Regions from separate parts of the Anas platyrhynchos genome. Here region 2 is linked to region 1. A link is a contact called in public Hi-C data. All regions are on one chromosome and are shown on one strand. Each heading gives the region's core, a stretch centred on a gene start, on an enhancer-like site or on the middle of the called end of the contact. The rest is flanking DNA. Distances are from core to core; before and after follow the strand shown.

Evidence for each region. Hi-C and Micro-C count contacts between places; a contact is called where the count stands out from the background.
Region 2: a Hi-C map of subcutaneous adipose tissue shows a contact between it and region 1, with 2.7 times the contacts expected there. The contact joins two enhancer-like sites. A contact is called at or near these places in 6 of 8 Hi-C or Micro-C datasets (F1 follicle, F5 follicle, liver and 2 more).

Annotation. Positions count from the first base shown.
Region 1 is chr2:77,816,522-77,822,568 of IASCAAS_PekinDuck_T2T, forward strand. No RefSeq gene overlaps it. Among named protein-coding and RNA genes, the nearest start is that of PXDC1, 49 kb to the left of the region's middle. Within about 2 kb of position 2,885, at least 2 of the 8 cell types and tissues checked have an H3K27ac peak or open chromatin away from gene starts, as enhancers often do. A contact at or near this core is called in subcutaneous adipose tissue, where this site is marked.
Region 2 is chr2:77,956,172-77,962,473 of IASCAAS_PekinDuck_T2T, forward strand. It overlaps SLC22A23 (solute carrier family 22 member 23), which reads left to right. Exons shown (of 11, transcript XM_038174184.2): 9 at 1,488-1,520; 10 at 2,324-2,447. Among named protein-coding and RNA genes, the nearest start is that of PSMG4, 13 kb to the right of the region's middle. Within about 2 kb of position 4,725, at least 4 of the 8 cell types and tissues checked have an H3K27ac peak or open chromatin away from gene starts, as enhancers often do. A contact at or near this core is called in subcutaneous adipose tissue, where this site is marked.

The DNA of each region.
Region 1 (6,047 bases), core at 1,635-4,134:
ACAAAACAAAAAAACACCACCCAACCAAAAAACAGGGGGCCTTCACAAACAGCTGAGTGCATGTGTTCATCTCCTGTTCAGTATCCACTGCATCTTTTCTTTTAAAGGGAATAAAGGCTCAGCAAACTAGCAAGTGGCTTGAAAGACAAAGCTCCCATTTGACCTGGAGTAGCCTGAACTGCTGGCTGCTGGGCATTCTCCCTTGAATCCCTAAAATCCCAAAGGTTGCTGCGCTTTGTGCTGAGCTATCTGGTGAGGCTTTGGACATGCACCTTTCAAACCCAGCTATTCAAGGAGGGCATAGGCTTCTAGAAAAGCTATGTACTTCTTACTGATGATGATTGTTTGCCGAGTGCTGTTTAGGAGGATAGCAGAAGGCACAAAGTGTTCCTCTTCTGAGAAATAACCTGCTTATATATATCTGCCATTGTACTTTAGGTCAGAGGAGGTCAAGCTTTGCAAATAGCTGAGAGCTGCCTTTGTCAGAATCTGGGTCTCCCATGAATCTGGCATTCTTCATCTTCCAAGCAACATAGATATGCATGTGCATGCATACACACTGTTTTCAGAAATAAATGCCCCTCATGCTGCCACTGCCAATTTCTAGGATCCTTCCACCCATCCCCATGCGTGGCGCTTACTGGGTCTTGTCCCTGCTATACACAGGGCTGCAGCTCAGAAATGTACTTGCGTAGGATGGGGAGGAAATATTCCAGCTATTCTAGTTTTCCTTCACTGAAAAGGCTCACAGAGGCTTAAAGTTTGTGCTGTGTGTGGACAGAGGAGGGGTTGTGGGACTTGAGGCCCCCTGTAAGACCTGAAAGGTAGGTCATGTTCCCATTGCACATAAAGGGGTCAAAGCCTGGTGCGAGGACAGCTCCTGCTCACATTTTGGTTAGGGCTGTGCATGCCTCTATCTAGCACTTCCTCGTCACTCTTCGTACCTCAGACTTCCTGGCTCCTCACTTATTGCAGAGAATTGCACTGCCAGCTGTACAGACAGCTCTGTCTTTCCCCTCTAGAGCCTACCATATGTCAAAATCTTTCTTGCAGTAATGGAGCATGCTCTCCTAGAGTGAAAAATAACTGGTGACAGCTGGCAACATCCCTGCAGGCATCTCTTAAACCAGACTGCTTGCTTGTTTTACTTACAAGAAAATGTAGAAGACCACAAAGATAAATTGCTCAACTAGTGGCCTAAGTTAAGTGACAACCTTAACCCCATTTCCAAACCCCACTGTGTAACCCCTTGCTCTGCAGTGTCCCCTCTGCTTCAAACTCTGATGTAGCAGGATCCTTTTTGTCTCAGCATCCACCTGTGTTTAGGATATCCATTAGGGAGAGGTGTGGTGTAGCCTTAGCTCTGTTCCTGGCCTGCTGTGTGACTGGGGAGACCATTTGGCTCTTGTGCCTCAGTTTCCCCTGTGACAAATGGAAGCGGTGAGACGTCATTGTGCTCAATGATCTCTGGGTAAGCGGTACTGCAAACAAGCCAAGCCTTACTGCTGGGCAGTAAAACTTTGTAGCCTGGGAGGAGTGAGGAGGTAGCAATAGGAGCCACTGGTATAATGCAGAGATTGCTAATTCCACTGGGTGGCAGCTGAGACTTTCTTTGGGTAAGGAATAATGTTTTTTTTCTTCTTTGGGTTAAAGGCAGCAACTTCTTTGACAGAGGAAAACAGACCTCGAACCAGGCCTCCTGCAAGCTCATGAGGCTGTAACTATAATAGCCATGTTCCCTTTGTTTGCACTTAGTTTGAATCTTTAATACAGTAAACTAAGATCTTCTGAACTGCAAAACCCATCACATGTGCTGGTTTTGGATTATTAGTGGTCATTATTTTTTTTATAGGGTTGGAAACCAAGGCCACCTCTCTTCATGACAGAAACCAACCTTTGCGTGAAAGGCCACTGGGCCTGAAATGGTGTTTTGGTAATCCCATGGTGCTGCTAATAGGGTACTATGGTGGACAATGCCCTCAGAGCACAGCTCAAAGCATCACACTGTGTCCTGTGCCTTGCCCCACACAGCTCAGCATTACCTGCACCCTCCAGCCCTGCTGCCCCCCAGTGTGAAATACCCTTCCAGCAGCGTCAGTTGTTTTGTCTCCATTTTGGAGCCTCAGGAAGAAGTTTTTGCTGCTTGCTGCTTTCCCTGATGCTTTATATTCTTTGTACCTAACAAATGTGGGTACCAAGCAGCCCTGCAGGATACCGAACTGCTCAGGGGCTGCCTCTTGCTATTTGTTCAAAAGGTAAAGATAAGACTCTGTAAATCCTAGTCTCATGGGCTAGGCTGCAAGAATTGCTCAAAGCTGGTCAGATGCTCTGACAGCGTTTCAGCAAAAATGTTGTCTGTCTCCAGTGGAAAACCACTGAGAGTCTTACTAGCCCTGCTTGGTGGCTTTCCTCTGGGGACTAGCACACAAAGTCCTTGCAAACAGCTCTTCTACCAGCCCATTTGCATGGAGAGCAATGCCCTTTCTCCTTCCTCCTGTTCTGTCTTAAAGTGGTTTGCACCATCGAGTTCAGCACAGAGTTGCTTGCTTTTTACTATGTAAGTGTGCCCAAGTGCCTTGCATCAGGATCACCTCTTCTCCCTCCATTCTTATCCACCCAGTTTATTTGGGTTACATTGCTCATGTGAGTACAGTGGGTGGGAAGGAGCTGAGATGCTTCCTGTCTCAGAAAAACTAGCACAGCGGTGCATGGCTGGTGACAGCAGCCTCCACAGGGTGGGCAAAGGGTGTGATAGAGACAACAAAGCTGAGGCTCATCTGCCACTGGCTTAATAATTTTGTACCAGCAGAGTACACAGCCCTAATATTAGCCAGCTGTGAGTGGGGTTGTAGCACTGAGGCGTGCCCAGCAGACTTTGGCCGCAGAAGAGAAGCTCAGCATGGGGAGGGATTTCTCCACAGTGCTGTGTAAGGCTTGCCTGGGTGTCAGCGTGTTTGCTTAAGGATGTGGGAGGGTTTGGATGCAAAAGGGAACGCTGTGGATATAATTAGAGGGCAAGAGTGTGGAGGCTCATTTGTGGGGATTGTTTGAGTATTTATACTCTGACAAGTCATGGGTGAAAGAAATGGTTGCAAAGCTTGAAAACAAGTCCAGCCCCAGCCTTGAGACATCTCACATGCTCCCACTGAAAAGCTGCCAGATGAGTTTGAAGAAGGGTGGCTTGCTTCTTTGTCTGGATTGACTTTGAGAGGCATTTGATGGCCAATACGGATGGGAATGGGACCATCCCTCAGGCCTTCAGCATTACAGTGAACATGACTGTGTAGAGACGTTGAGTGCCATGTGGGAGTAGCTGGCCTGAGAAAGGAGTGGGTTTTGTCCAGGCAGTTCCTTCCTTCCTGCCTTGAACCAGATAAAGAAGAAGAAACACAGGCGGGCATTTTGTGGGTAGATGATAAGGATCTCTTCCTATTTTATAGACAACTTATTGCTATTGAGCAGCATAGTGAAAGCTTTATTTTTTTAAAAAAGTAATAGGTTCGTATCAGTTGCTCTCTTGAAACTGCCATGTCAAGAAGTGCTAATGCACTGGAAGGCAAAAACCACCAGTGAAGCTGATGACCTCTGCTCAGATGACACAGGCTGTCCAAAAAACACTGGGAAGGTGTCAACCCAAAGAAAAGAGAAGCTAACTTCAGCTCTGAGAAGAAACGAAGCCAAAACAAAAGTGAGGACTTCAGTGCATGGTGCAGTGCTGTGCTCTGTAGCCCTGCCCTGTCTCTGTCTGCTTTAATCACCTAGTCCTCACTTCCTGCCTGAACCAGGGAGGAACAGGGCTGTAAGAAAAAGCTGCTCCAAGAGCTGCTTGGCTCCTTGCCCCATGTCCTAGCTGCAGCTGTGGGGTGTAAGCAGTGATCCCACTGCCCTGCAGCAGCTTGGGCCCAGTGGTGTCTGCATGGCCTGGGGCACCTGACCCCCAAAATGGGCTGCCAGTGCTTCACCTGCTGAGTCTGCAGCAGGTCATCATCTGGTGAAAGCAAGCAGGGCTGTTCAATGCCTCCTATTTTTGGGATGATGGCATAGAGACTTTTCTCCCTGCTGTTCCTTTCCCACCCCAGAAATATGAACAAATACTTCATTAATGTTATTAACTTAATTCTACTGATATATTTAGTTTTCACACCTAATTGATCTGAAGGTGCTGGTCAGGAGAAAAGCCCACTTGGGACAATTACTGTAACAGCAGAACTTGCTCCTGGTTGAACCTCTTTTGTTTCCATACATTTTCAGTGTTGCCTGCTCCAAGCTTTTGAAAACATGAGCCTGTCTGTGTATCCTAAGAGCAGCTAATAGCCTTGTCCTAGGGGATAGTTGCACCACACAGATAAGGCCCTAATTAGTGGCTGGGATGAGCATAGTAAAAAGTATGCACGTGAAACCCAGTGCTTGCTAATGCCCTAACTAAAGCTGGGGGTCTCTGAGGAGCTGTGGGCTGGAAGGAAAGCCTGTAAGTCAAATGTTTCACTGACACCATTCCTCTCTGACTCCTCAACATGTTTCCTGCCTGTTGACCTGTTGTTTAAAACTGGGCTGAGCCCTGTTTGTGCTACCTGTTTGTTCCCAGAGGACAGGCGGGTCGTTCACTTGTGTGTTGCTCAATGCTTGAAAGCAAAGAGCATGTAATTGGGACAGGGGATTTGGGGCTGACCTGCACAAATATTTTAACTAACTTAACCATAATCAGTTGTTGAAAACATCACCTGAAAGCACAATTGGAAACACAGTACGTTGACTGATAGCTGATGTCTTAGTTTCAAGCTAATAAACTATCAAGTTAAGTTATAAATTGATATCACAATTAACTTACCAACTGAAAGGTAAATTGCTCTAAGCCATAACTGCTATAAATGAATTTAGCTGTGTCCCCAAAGGAGTCTCTGAAGGATTAACTGAATCAGTTTAATAACGGACTGTAGTTAAACTAGTGGGAACTATTTTCTGTAAACCAGTCCTTGGGGCAGGGAGGTTTTGTGGTGAATCAGGGAGGGTTGCAAGCCAGTAACTGGGAAGAAGCATCAGATACCCGTGCTTATACCTAGATCTGCTTTGCTAGAAGAGCTGTGTCTGTGCCTCAGCAGGTCATCATTTCCTCTGCTGTCACTGGAAATACTCAAAGATATTCCTTAAACCAGATCAAAAACGTTACAACCACCCGAGGCTATAATTACTTTCTGTCAGTTCAGGTTTCTTGAAAACATGTCAGTGCATCACCTACTTTTCAGCAGGCTCTGGTAGATCAATTATTGTTTATCTGTACCACCTGGATGGATGCTTCTGGGTCCAGCTATATGTGTAAGAATAATGTGTAAGAATTTGATACTGTGTGCACCATGTCCTTCTGACAAATGTGTGAGTGTGTCTAATCTGGAACAGACTTTACTGGGCACAGGTTCAGCATTAATGATTTTTAAACCCCAGCCTAAGAAATAGCAGCCTGTGTGTGCACTGTTCTACTCCACTGTCCCCACCTGAGATCGTGAGGGTTGTGCCACGCACAGTGGTGTTTTCTCAATGTTGATAACATTTCAAGGAGAGCTGTGGTAAGACAGGAGACATAAGCAAATGCTTTAAGATGGTGATAATGAGAGCACAGGTTGCATAACCTGTAGCATCTTTGGAGACGATAACTCAGATAACGTCCTTAGGTGCCCAGATGCATTGGTTTCACAACAGTGTCTTGAATGTTAATGGCAGAGGGAACAGCTGTTTACTGACGTGTGCAAGTGTAAACAAGGTGTGGTTAAATGGGCACAAAATACCTGTCTGCAGAGAACATCCCAGCCTGCTCCCTGATACAAGCTCACGAGCCTGGCCCTGGGACTGCACCCACCCTTGGTCTGCTCATGCTCAGCACCCAAAACACAGCTTACTGGGCTCCTGCACCTCAGGATTGCACTTCACAGCACCAACTGTGTGCCCAGCTGTCTCCTCAGCTAGCACAAAGTGCTGAGAGCTCTTCTAGATGGTTAGACATCCGTATCATGCAGTGATCAGCACTACCGGCACCTTTGGCAGCCCTCTCAGCA
Region 2 (6,302 bases), core at 3,475-5,974, 140 kb after region 1:
CCCTGTCCTGTGAAACCTCACCCCAAGGAAGGGGAAGGGGATTGAGAGACGTGCTCCTGGACAAACTGGATACGAGACAAACACCAGAACACTGGTTGTTGCTGTTTTCCGTTTCTAAGTTTAGAAATGATTTCAGAGCTTTAATGAGAGAGGCCTTTTGCATTGAGGATGGAAAAAATTTTACATTCCCGCATGCTGCAGGGTAGCCCTGAGCCAGCAAATGTTGCCTATATTTACAGACCATGTTTCCTGAACGTGTTTACGAAGTTAACCTTTAGTGTATGCACTATTTGTGGAAGTGGGAGGGGGGAACAGGGAATCTCTTTCAGGACGCTGAAGAAGCTCCAGAGTTGCATGCGTTTGCTCCCAGCTTGGCACAGATGTTCACATTTCCTTTGAGCACATTTACCATGTCCAACAGTGCCAGCTGAGAGGAGAGAAGCCCCAAGTCCCCATCTCATGCCCAGCCCTTTGAAAAGCTGTGACAATTCACATAGAGGTGCACGCTGTGTGTGCATGTTGTCCCAAAACTCCAGGTTCTGGTGGTGGTGTCCATCAGGGTCACAATAACAAAGTCATCTTGGTTTTTTTGAGTACACCAGAGCCAATAAAATTCATTTTCAGTGCTTCAACAACAAAATGGTGAGGAGGAGCAGCCTGTAAGAAAAGCTACAACATTTTCCTAGATGGGTGTAGGTGGTTTTGTGAGCAAAGGTGCTCAAGCTGGAGACAGCCATGGGCCCTAGGTGTTTTCTGCTACCTTGGCACGGGGCATCTCCAAATGCCCTGTTCCTGTGGGCTGTCCCTGCTCTCCTTCCCCTATTTCTTTGTGAAAAGAGGAGGGAAAGGCAGCCTTTAGATTCAGAGCAGCTTGTCTCCTCCTACTCTAGACCATACCCCCCTTCTTCCCCAAAAGAGCTAGACAATGTTTGGAGAGAAGCAGTGACCCTGCTGAGCATGAAGTCTGTTACAGCCTCGTACGTGTTTCACTTTTGCTAATTACACCCAAATTATGCTAATGAAATCAGAATTGGAGAAGGAGGGGGGAGAGAGAGAGAGAAAAGTGCTCCAGCACAGAGCAGCGGAGGTCTCCCACCACGATGCTGATGCCGGGAGTTTTGCTCTCAGACCACAGCCTCTGTTGGCCATCCCCTTGGGGCTGCTGGACGAGGGCAGTTTCTCTTCTCCCCCTTCATTAACAACAAAGAGACCTTTGTGTTAAGCCCAGCGGTAATTCTGGGTCCCTTAAAAACGCCGTGCCTCTGCGTTTATTATCACCGTCTCATTAGCATTCAGTCCTCTGGCTGCAAACAGCACGTTGCATCGGGCCGGTCATGTCACAGCAAGGAGTGCGTGGGAGCTGGGGGAGGCATGCGGGGAGTACCTTTTCCTTTTTCCTTTGCGTAAATAACGACTGTGTGTTCTTGTTTTCTCTCCCTTTCTCTCTTATTTTTGTCTTACTCTAACTTCCGTGGTCTTGGATGCAGTGATTGGAAAATACAGTCAGCTTCCAGACTCAGGTATGGTTTGCAAACGCGGGTAGATCCGAAACCGTGGCCAAAGGCCCCAGAGTGTGGCTGCTTCCACAGAGGGATGCAGGGGGAAAGCTCACCTCAGGACCCCACTCATAAGGAGGTGTATTTGTGTATGCACGGTTTCTCAGTGTAGCATCCTCTCCACACAGCATGAACCTGGTTGTGTCAGCATGTGAGGAGAGGGTGCAGAGTCCCCAGGGGTGGTTATTAGATGTGGGGCAGTGCTTTCTCAGAAAGCCCACGTCTCAAACCGAGCTGTTGGGTGAAGGCTGCCAAGCTTGCAGCTGAGTTTGCAGACCCACCATTTGCAGGAAGTTATCAGGGAGATGGGAGCGCTTCTGTTTCTCTCCCTGCTTGTCCCGTGAGCCTCTCCAGTGCCCAAGCCACCGAGCTGTACCAGACGTTTGGCAACTCAATGAACGCCGCCTGCCTCCGCTTGTCTGTCAAATGTGGGAGGGAAGTGTCTGGTGCCTAAAAGGCTGCCCAAGGATGTGCAGTTTCTTTTTTTTTTTTTTTTCCTTGTGTTTTACCTTTTTTGTGGTGGCTGGGTATAAGTAATTCAGAGATCGCTGCTGTTTTGGGGCATGACATTATGATTTTTTTCATGTATGTTTGTGTCTTGGGTGCTTGGGAAAAAATTTTATAAATACCAGTTTTAAATTAGTGTTACAAAAGTGACTCAATTTTTCTTGTTTAGGTAGAATGAGTAACATAGACCTGTTTTCTTCTTTTCTTTCTTGGCAATTTCTCCTTGTTCTCACTTTTCATGCACATGTTTGTCTTGACAGGTATGAGTGACAGTGTCAAAGACAAATTCTCTACTGCGTTTTCCATTGTGGGTATGTTTTCTTCGCATGCCGTTGGAAGTCTCAGCGTATTCTTCTGTGCTGAAATCACACCGACAGTAATAAGGTGAGACATCAGAATCCCCCCCGTAAAGGGCAGATAATAAATTGAACTCATTTTCTTAGTATCTGGCTGTGTAACTTACATTGTGTGGGGTGGGGTGGGGGATCTCCCATAATTAGAGACCACACGGCAATTTCTGGGCCACTTCTTAACCTGGTGTCACCGCAGGCAGGCTGCATAAGTAAGTGCCTAGCTGAGGACAGAGGGGCTTTGTTTCAGACGGATCCACTTCGAAAATCACCATTATGGTGATTTTCGGCAGGCCAGTCATCGTGAATTGCATTTGTTCGCAGTGAAGTACGGCCTAAAGTACTCGTCTGAACCAGATCATGTAGTTGAACCATTTTGTTAATTTGCTTGCCCTGTTGGATTTGTACAAGCAGTACCCATGTGAGCTTACAGCTTGGCATTAGCAGATACATTAACATCAGTGTGCAGAGAAGGACGTGGCTGCAATCTGCTCCCTGCCTCCACAGGGTAAGCTAATGCAGCTACAGTGGACAGGAGGTGTTGCAACGTGCAGTCTTAAATGCTGCTGGTGTGTATAGGTGCTCTGAGGACCTGCTGTCACATCTCTTACAGCACCAGTGTGTTTTGCCTTTACTACAGACTTGTACTCTGGCTCTTTGTCATTTTTCTCTTCGCACCCAGAGGCTTGAAGTTTTTGTAAAGAGCAGCGCTTACACGCTGGGCAACAGCAGAAGCCAGGCGGATGATCTTCTCTGGAGAGCTTTCCATAAACTGTCTTGGTGTTGTCTGGTTTTTGTACCATTTTATTTATTCGCTGTTATCTTTCACAGCACAAAGGCTGTGCTTGTGTGTTCTGGATTATGCTTTCAGCAATGCCACAGTGATTCAGGAGTCCACCCTAACTCCCATTGAATTTCGTAGGAATGTAGGTCGTAGGGGTGGGAGGGAAGAGACAGCGGAGGGAAGAGGATATTTTTTGCTCCCCCCCCCTCTGCCCCCAATTACATGTTTTTTTAATAACTTTTCAAAGCTATTACAGCAGAACTGTCAGATGAGCAGCCAGCCTCCTTGATCTATGGCCTTTTCTTCAAAGCTATCTGACTTTGTGAATGTTTTACAGATAACATTATTTCTACAGGGAAGGGAAAGTGTGAGTGGTGTGGAGATTGCACAGCAGCCCAAAACACTAACAGCTATTTACTTACATGCGTGTCAGTCAGTTTGGTCTTTTTATGCCTCTTTAATTTTCTGCTTGTCTCTGGAAGGCGTAGAGATAAGGAATTGGCCGAGTCAACCAAAAGAGAATCTGCCAAGCAGGGTTAGATGTGCAGTGTGAACTTAGCAGGCTTTTTCCTTAAATCACTAATGTTGTCACAGGGAAGGGGACAAAATCCTGGCTGGGAACTGAAGTTCTGCTTCCCCCGAGTCTGCTGGGTGACACCAGGCGAGTGACAATAGCTGGATGTGCCTCAGGGTCCCCATGTATAAATAGGGATGATGACACTGCAGCGTTTTGTGGTCTGTCCTGCCACTGCAAAACCTCTTGGTAACATCTCCTCAGGGCTGTAATTAGGAGGTGGCTCTCAGGACAGTTCATAAACACGTCTCGGGCTGAGGTGTGGCTAAGCTGCCTGTGTCTCTCGTTTCAGTGGTCCGTGGCCATTCCCTCATCACCTTTTTTCCAAAATACCACCTCTGGTGCCCCTTGGTGTTTCAGACTGCTCTACTGTGCTTTTGGCTGGATCTTGAGGAGCCAAAGGGGAAAGACAGGTAGAGAGAACTGGGGCTGCCTCTGAGGTTTCCCTGACCAGGGTCTTCCAAACATCGAATTTGAGCTCCAAATGGCTCTAGTAATCCATCTCTAATAATCTTGATGAAAACAACAGTGAGGGTTGCACAGCTGCTACGCAGGAACAGGCTGAGGAGAGTGTGGTGTCCTCCCTATCCTCTGCGTGCTGGGTTACTGACAAGTGGAAAAGACATCTGGTCCACAAGTTCCTACAGGAAAAGGCAGGGAAAAAAACCTAGGGAGGATTCAGGGACTGACTTTAAGAAGTGGCTGAACTGAGAGGACAAAGCAGCTGGGCCTGAGGTCAGCATGGGCCCTGTTCTGTGCAGGAGGATGGATCAGAGAGGATGTCATTATTGAGAAAGACACTGCAGCAGTCAGCAAGAGGAAGCCCTCCCCGGCGCTCAGGGTGGCCTTTCTGAGGGCAGCATTTTGGACCTGGGCCCCATCAGGACAGAGCATCAGCTGCCGAGCTGCCCGGTTGCTGCTGCGAAGGCAGCGTGAGCTCCATCTGCTCCCTAGTGGCAGCACTGCTTCCCTCTCCTGGCTATTTCCAGCTTCTTTTATCCCCTAGTATTTGCAGTACAGTCAAATACAGGAGGCACACCACCGTGTATTTGCAGTCCTTCTGCTGCCAGTTTCTGAGGGCAGTGGCTAAAGTAACGCCTGCTCTAATTACTGACACGAGGTGGAAAAACTCTTTTTCCCCCTCCAAACGTGAAGCTGATTGCCCCGTAATAACAGAGCCACCTTTGTTGCTGCCTTTTCCCTGCTTCCTTCCAGTTTCTTCGATGTCCTTCCACAGCTGCTTTCAGAACTCACCTCGGGTCCCCCTTGGTTGTAGAGATGCAATTTAGCCACAGCAAGCACCGATGTGAATGAGCCAGTCTCCTGCGCTTCAGGGCCGAGTCCTGCTGATCGCTCGTGTGAGCATATTAATGAAGCTGCAAGGAGGCCAGTCGCACAAGGGCTGCATTCAGCTGCCTTTCCAAATTGCCATCGGAAAGCTGGCGAGGATTTAATGAGGGCGTTGGCAATGTTGGGGGGAAATCGCTGTTATCTGCGAGAGGTGCTTTACCGAGTCCAGGACAGCCCCGTGTGCTCAGGGCTTGGAAAGGCATCAGAGAAGGGAAGGCACTGCGTGTGAGGGGGGCTGCTTGTGTAACCCACTGCCAGGAAAGAGCACTGGATCCAGCCTGTGCAAGCCTTTCCATTCCTGCGATGGGGTGGGGGAAGAGGTTACTCTCACACTTGTTTTTTTTTCTTTAAGCTTTAATGTGTTTTCACGCTTTTTTTGGTGTGCTTATATGTGTGATGTCAATATACTGGCATGTTACATTTCATGAACAAGCATTTATGCCATAAAGAATATTTTTATAAAGCTCCCTGTTTACAACTTAAGCATTTTACCAGAGTTAACCTTTTTGTTGCCCCTTGATGCGGTATGCAAATACACAAGGAAAGCAAGAGCAAAGTGTGGGACTTGCCTCAGCTCCTACAGTGAGTCAAGGGGAGGTCTCAGAATTGAGTCTCAAACCCTTGACTTGTTCTCCTATTCTAACCACTAGCTACGTTATCTTTTTATTTTTTTTTAATTTTTTTTATTTTTTCTGAAAATGGTGTGTGCTGGTACAACATCAGTGGGTTGAGAGGTTCCAGCTTCAACATGTCTTACAGGGAAAATGTTTCAGCGCTCAGTGTTTGGTGTAACAGATCAAGGCAGTGGTCTGTGGAGTCGGATCTCCTGGCTCTGCTGGCAGTTGCTGCCAGGTATTTCAGAGGCAGCCAAAATTGACTCCTGCACTTACCGCTTCTTGGTGTGTCTCGTCTAAGCTGGATGCGAAGCAAAATCTGGTTTTCCCTTGCTGAATGTGATAACACGTGGAAATGGGAATATTTTAGAGGGCTGTCTATGTACTCACACCTTACAGCTTCTCTTCTCCTTACGTGGGTGCAGTTACATGGGTGTGAAGAGATGCTTGGGTGAGCACAGCTATTTTCTACACACAGGCAGTAATTATCTACAACAGCAAAGCAACAGCAAAAACTCCCTCCTGGGGCAATTGCCCAGCATGAAAGCCGTGAGCAAAGCGGGTTTG